Regions from separate parts of the Mus musculus genome. Here region 2 is linked to region 1. A link is a contact called in public Hi-C data. All regions are on one chromosome and are shown on one strand. Each heading gives the region's core, a stretch centred on a gene start, on an enhancer-like site or on the middle of the called end of the contact. The rest is flanking DNA. Distances are from core to core; before and after follow the strand shown.

Evidence for each region. Hi-C and Micro-C count contacts between places; a contact is called where the count stands out from the background.
Region 2: a contact with region 1 is called in a Hi-C map of B cells, with 6 read pairs. The contact joins the promoter of Psmc6 here to the enhancer-like site in region 1. A contact is called at or near these places in 1 of 484 Hi-C or Micro-C datasets (B cells), 1 of 115 datasets of contacts at active chromatin or transcription factors (memory CD8 T cells) and 2 of 9 other capture datasets (adipose tissue and liver).

Annotation. Positions count from the first base shown.
Region 1 is chr14:45,154,227-45,157,652 of GRCm38.p6, forward strand. All of the region lies in intron 14 of Txndc16 (thioredoxin domain containing 16), which reads right to left. Among named protein-coding and RNA genes, the nearest start is that of Gm34362, 21 kb to the right of the region's middle. Within about 2 kb of position 1,520, at least 89 of the 459 cell types and tissues checked have an H3K27ac peak or open chromatin away from gene starts, as enhancers often do. A contact at or near this core is called in B cells and memory CD8 T cells, where this site is marked.
Region 2 is chr14:45,328,189-45,331,614 of GRCm38.p6, forward strand. Psmc6 (proteasome (prosome, macropain) 26S subunit, ATPase, 6) reads left to right here and starts at 1,636. Exons shown (of 14, transcript NM_025959.3): 1 at 1,636-1,744; 2 at 2,642-2,721; 3 at 2,799-2,838. The coding sequence starts at 1,660.

The sequences.
Region 1 (3,426 bases), core at 270-2,769:
CCTCATACAAGGCCTTATCCACCATACTGATATTCCATCTTTAGACTCAAAGAAGGCCTTTTCCACTGTCATACTACATCCATGACTCAAAGGATTTATCCACCATCATGATATCCTGTACAGTACCTTGAACTATGAAATTCATTTTGCAGTAAAAGAAGTACAGCAATGCACACAGAATTCCCTGGTCTCACCTCGCATCCCATCTACCAGGCTTGGTAGAACAGTAGAATATCCTTTTAAGACAGAGTTATGGAGCCAATTAGGTGACACTAGCCTGGAGGCTGGGTGGAGTTCTCCAGAAAGTTGCATTTGCTCTGTTTCAATGCCCCTTTCTCCTACAGCAGGATTCAGGCATCCAGAAGCAAGCGGGAATAGGAATGGTGCCACTCACCACCTTGAGCAGCCCACAGGAAAAATTTTGTTTCCCGTTCCTGTGACTTTGCTCAGCTGCCCTAGAAGTTCTGGTTCTAGATAGAGAACTGTTTCTGCCAAGTGCCATGACCAACATTCCACAGATGTAGAAGCTAAGACTTCCCCATGGTTGCCTAGGACACCTCATTCCCTTGAGTCAGCATACTAACAAAGAAATATCTGTGTTATGAAGAGTGATTGATCCAGCCTGTCTTGAGAAAATCAGGCTGCTTCTCCACAATGAGGACAAGAAAGAGTGTGTCTGGAGTACAGCAGATCCTTCTGGGTGTCTCTTGGTGTTACCGTGTTCTGTGATGAAGATCAATAGGAAACTACAGCCCAATCCAGACAGGATGAGAAATGGCCCAGACATTTCAAGAATAAAAGTGCAGCTCACTCCCCCCCCCCCCCGCCCCCTCCTAGGTAAAGAACAAAGACCTGCTGAGGTACTTGCTCAGGTGGAAGAAATACAGAATGAGTGTTGTACGAGTTAGTTACAAATACCAGCTAAGGCCTTTTCAACAGTTACAGAAACAAGAATGCTGTTATGAATATTTCCATCTTGTTTTGTTAAGAACATGCTTGTGCATCTATACATCCACATTAAGCAGATATTTGTGTTTTCTTTACTTCATCATATACTGTTAACTTATTGAGGTAATATCTGTAATTAAGTGTTGTAAATCTATGTTATCAATTGTGTGTTGTAAATCTATAGTATAAAAACTATGGGACACTAAAAGACTAGGCATTCCTCAGGATATTTTTTTCACCGACTCTCAGGGGAAGCAGCATATTGGTGATTGTGAGACAGTCACATCACAACAGGCAGAATTATACCTTGATACTGTTTTCACATGGAAACCATAAGCATTAGGACATATGGAGATATGGCTGGACATCAGGTTGACAAGGGGTGGTGGACTTGTGGTGGTTATTCTTTTTGTCAACTTGACTGGAACTGACTTAGAGGTAAGCTCTGGGCACACCTGCAGAGGATGTCCTTAATCAGGTTATGTGACGTAAAAACATGCATCCTGAGTGTAAGGAGCCCCTGACCACAAAAGCCAGATAAAGGAAGTCCTGAAGGAAGTTCGCTTCACTGCTACCATGTCTCACTGCTGAGTTGTCTTCCTGTTCATCTGCTCTGTTACTGCTGCTCCTACTTTGCTGAGATCAGAGCCTAACTTCTTTAAGCTTCCAATACAGACTGAAGACTGGAGGCTCTGCAGGAATCCTTCAGACTTCCAGAATCACTGGAATTGCCAAGGCATCCAGCTTCATGGACTGGGCAGCAACTGGGCTCTAGGGCTCTCCGTGTAGAAACAGCCACTGTTGGATTACCCAATCATATTGTGTAAGCCAATCTAACACATCCTCTTTAATATATTTATTCTCCTGGTTCTGTTCCTCTAAAGATTCCTGATACAACAAAAGTATTAAGTATAAAATCCTCCACAATCTGAATGTTGTTCGGTGTGCACATAACACCACAAGTAGAAAACTCTACAGACTAATGTACAAACTATAGTCAGAAAAATACTGGCTACAATTACCTTGATGCTATGTTTACAGGATATATGTGAATCACAAATAAGTTTCATGTTTAGATCTTAGCCTCATCCTCAAAGTATCTCATTATATCATTATATGACTTTTATATTATATTATATTATAATAAATTAAATAATTTATTTCCAAATTAAATACATCCAAACTATTTCTGTTCTTCAGTTTTTCAAGTATGGAATATTTAACCTGTATAGGGATCAACACCGATGCAAAATACTATCGCTATTGATATTATTGTGCCAGTTAGTTTTTATCAACTTGACATAGGTGCAGGCATTATCTGAAAAGAGGGAATCATACTTGAGAAAAATGCTTTTATAAGACTGGCCTGTAGGCACATCTGTGGAGTACTGTCTTAATTAGTGATTGATGGAGGAAGACACAGCCCACTGTGGATGCTATCAACCTAGCTAGGCAGTCAGGTAGTCCTATGTTTTATACAAACGCAGGCTGAGAAAGCCAAGGAGAGTAAGCACTATTACTTCATGGCCTCTAATCCAGTCCTGCCTCCAAATTCCTTTCCGAGTTCCTCTCATGAAGGACTCTAAGCTATAAGGAGAAATAAACCCTCTTGTTCCTAAGTTGCTTTTGGTAATAGTTGTTTGTCATAGCTATAGAAAGAAAAAACCAAAACAAACTAAACCCTTTCAATCCATCAGCCACAATGGCCAGAGAAGCAGGTAGATCTTCAGTCCTTCACTCTCTTATCTCTGCTTCAAATTCAATGCTCCTGCCTCATCCCAAGATCTGTAGTTGATCATGTACGGTCACCTACATAAGTGATAGCCTTCCCTTCCTGTCTACCCCCATCTCTAGAGGACTGCACAAATCTTCTCCTGGACCACCTATCCCTTTGTCTAAGGCAACAATACCCTCAGACATTCCTTGGGAACCCATCCTGCCATGCTGACCAGGGGAGTTGGTTGGCAATTTTCAGGTCTTTATTCTCATCCTTCTCTAAACCCAACCCTCTAGTCCAATCCCTGTCTCAGAAGCAAATTACCTGTTGTGGCCTCTCTTCACTCTCTACCACCAATGCCAGGGTAATAAGCATACACTGGTGGAACACTCTGCTCTCCTCCCTTCCGTGGACTCCATCAACCCGGCTTCAAGTCCATTTCCATGCCTAAGCATCAGCTCCCGATATCAAAAACCACATTCTATCTGGAACACCCAGCAGTCACAACAAGCAGGACCTCAGACGCACTGCCTACCAGGCAACCCACTTGAAAATACCAGAGAGGGCCACAGAAACCAATGAACACAGCATCAACACAACAAAGATAAGACCCACCATCAGGACCCAGATATCAGCATAAAAAAAAAATCACCAACAGCCAAGACAAATGTCATCACTAAAGCCCAGCAACTCTACCACAGCAGTCCCTAAAAATATAATATAGCTGAGGAAGTCAGTGGCCTCATTATAGCCTTTATGAA
Region 2 (3,426 bases), core at 386-2,885, 170 kb after region 1:
GGTCGCTGCAGAAACTTTATCTTGTGTTCTACATCTCTAGCCCATTTCCTTCCAGTTCTGCTGGCCTCCTTTCTCTGATAGAAGTGAGACAAACTCTTTGCTACCTTAGAATCATGCACTTGCTGTTTAATCTCTTCAGAAGGCTCTCCACGTGGTGGCATAATGGGGCCCCTTCTGCTCTCAGACATGTTCAAAATTTATTCTCCTCCTTATCCCACAATATCCTTTTATTTCAATTGTAGCATTTACTACATTAAGGTATTTTTATGATTTATTATCATTTATGCATCTGTGCATGTGGACCTCATGCCAACTTTGAGTGGGTCCCATGAATCCAATTCAGGTCACCTGGCTTCCATGACAAGCGCGCCTTTGCCCACTGAACCATCTCTCTGGCCCCTATTCAAATCATTTCTAATTTCCTTATTACATGTTAGAATATTTTCTAATATTCTGATTACAAGCAGGTCAGTGCTTTATTGGGTAACTGAAAATTTCCTACTTATGCTCATGCAATTGATATCAAAAGGCTGCATCTTTGGGCTGGAAAGTGGTTTACTGGTTATGTGAGCTTCCGGCTCTTCCTAAAGATCTCTGTGTGTTTGTGGAGTGCATTCATTCAGTTTTAGGGTGCTGGGGGTTAATAAACTCAGGGCTTCTGTGTGCTAGGCAAATACTCTACCAAAGGTACACTCCCAGCCTGTCAATAATAATTTAAAAGAACACAGTCACTGAGCCTAGAGAGATAGCTCAAAGGGTATTCGTACTTGTTGCTCTTGGAGAGGATCTGGGTTCGGTTCCCAGTATCCACATAGAGGCTCACAACCGTCTATAATTCCAGTTTCAGGGGAATCATGTGGTTTTTTCTGACCTCCTCCAGCACCAGGCACACACGTGCTGCACACACATACATGCAGGCAAGATATTTATATGCATAAAATAAATAAGATTTTTTTTTTTAAATCATAGCTGCTTGTAACTCCAGAGCCAAGAAATCCGATGCCCTCTACTGGCTTCTGTGAGCACTTGCCCTCCTAAGGTATACACTAAGGCACACACATAAACACATAAATAAAAATAAATAATTTGGGAAAGAAAAAGGCTGAATTTGAAAATGTGACTCAGTTGGGAAAGCTCTTGCTTAGCATGCCGGAGACTCTGAATTCGATTTCCACACAGCACATACTGAATGTTCGAGTTTGCCTGTAATTCCACTAGGAAGCCGGTGGTGGGGGGGGGGAGGACCAGAGTTCAAGCCCAGCGCTGCAGAATGAGTGCTAAGGCAGTGTGGATTACAAGACACTGTCTCAAAAAAAAAAAAATCTTGTCATTTCCTCTTGCTTTTCAGTTTATTACAGATCCTTTGGCGTTCTAAGAAAGCAGTGACTTAATATTGAGCCAGCCAGTAGCTAAGTCAGGCATTGCTCACTCTGGCCTGCAGGGGACAGTGTGACCGGAGACGATCTTCTGCGCTTTCGAGGCTTTCTGCCGCTCTAGGTGACTGACTTCGGCGCCCGGAGCCAGAGGCGGGCCAGCCGGAAGGGGCGGAGCCAGTCACGGTCCCGCCCCAGGCCGCCTCTGCGCCCTCGCCCCGCCCCCTCCCCCGCCCGGGCTGCCATGGCCCTTCCCGGCATCCCCTATGAGCGACGGCTTCTCATCATGGCGGACCCTAGAGATAAGGCGCTTCAGGACTATCGCAAGAAGCTGCTAGAGCACAAGGAGATTGACGGCCGTCTTAAGGAGCGTGAGTGAGCCTTGACACACTCTCTAGTGCCTGGACCGGCTTCGGTCTCTGATAGAGCGGAGGCTTCGGCTGAGCCCGAAAACAGCGCCTGGCTTGGGAAGGCCCGAGTCCAGGGACGAGGCGCTTTGTCATCCCGCCCCGCGCTGGGGTGCAGCACCGCCTCGGCCGTGGGTATGGCCCCAGTCCCAGTCCGGTGGCATAGAGAACAGCCACAGTTCTGAGGTGGAAGAGGGGAAGATTAGAGGAGTGAGGTACAAGTGGGCTGGGGACATATTCCGGGTGCAGGAAGGCAGGCTTGGAGTCTCGGGACCCGGGGATGGGAGGACGCTTGAGTCAAAGAAGCTCCAGCCGGACGCGGGACTCACGGAGGCGGCTTGTACTTGGGGTAGAAGGGGGCTCAGTGGTTGTAATAGCCTTTCTCGTCTTCCCTCAGGCGTCATACTGAGTACCAAGTTTTCTGTATACCCTGAACATTCACGTTTTGAAAACCCTGCGTGATTTAATTAAATGAGAGAATACCGCAGCCTAGGATTCGGTGAAGAATTGCGTTGGTTGACTTAATTTAGTATGGACAACCAGAGTAAGCCAGGTGATCTTAGTGTAGCTATGGGAGGCTTGATTCACCTTATCGTTTAGTTTTGTAGCAAATCTGAAGGTGGCAGGATGTCACTATCGGTTAAAAATGTAACTTAAAAATATTTCCTACCAAGAAAATAGATATGATACTTTCTCTGTTACATTTCATTTTAAAACATGCCACCTATCCACTACAAACTGGAAAAAAAAATCTTATTTTGTGGTTTGAAACAGTAGGTTTGAAACCTAAGGTAAAAGAGACCTAAGTAAAAAATTTTATGCAGTTGTTTAATTTAAAATGTCAAAATTTTATTATTTCAGTAAGGGAACAATTAAAAGAACTTACCAAGCAGTATGAAAAGTCTGAAAATGATTTGAAGGCACTACAAAGTGTTGGACAGGTAGGTGATAAAGTTTGAAAGTATGTTGCCATTTCTAAGCTATTGGCAAAAGGTAATGCCCCTTTTTTCTTTTCCAGATTGTAGGTGAAGTGCTAAAACAGTTAACAGAAGAAAAATGTAAGTGGATTAACTTACTAATTATTAAAAAATAAAAAGCCCCAGTTCTTTGCCAGCTTTTGAAATGCCCATTTTATTTTGATTTTTGAGGCCAGGTACTTCTATGTAGCTCTGGATGCAGCTTCCTATGTAGACTAGACTGGCCTTGAACTCACAAGCCTTTTGCTTTCCAGTGCTGGAATTTTAGGCATGTGTGACATTATGGAAGGCTGTTTTAATTCATTCATATATATACATATACACATACATATATACATATATATGTGTGTGTGTGTGTGTGTGTATATACATACATACACACACACACTCTAAAGATGTATTGTTCTTTGTAAGTACACTTAGCTGTCTTCAGACAGCGAACAGAGGAACAGAGAAGGGAGTCAGATCTCATTACAGATGGTTGTGAGCCACCATGTGGGTTCTGGGATTTGAACTCAAGACCTTCAGGAAGAGCAGTCAGTGCTCTTAACCGCTGAGCCATCTCTCCAGCCCTTCTAATTCTTAATTCATCTATTTATGTATGTGTGTCTGTCTCTATGTCTGTGTCCCCTGCACTCATGTGTATATGTGTATGCATGTGTGTGTGCA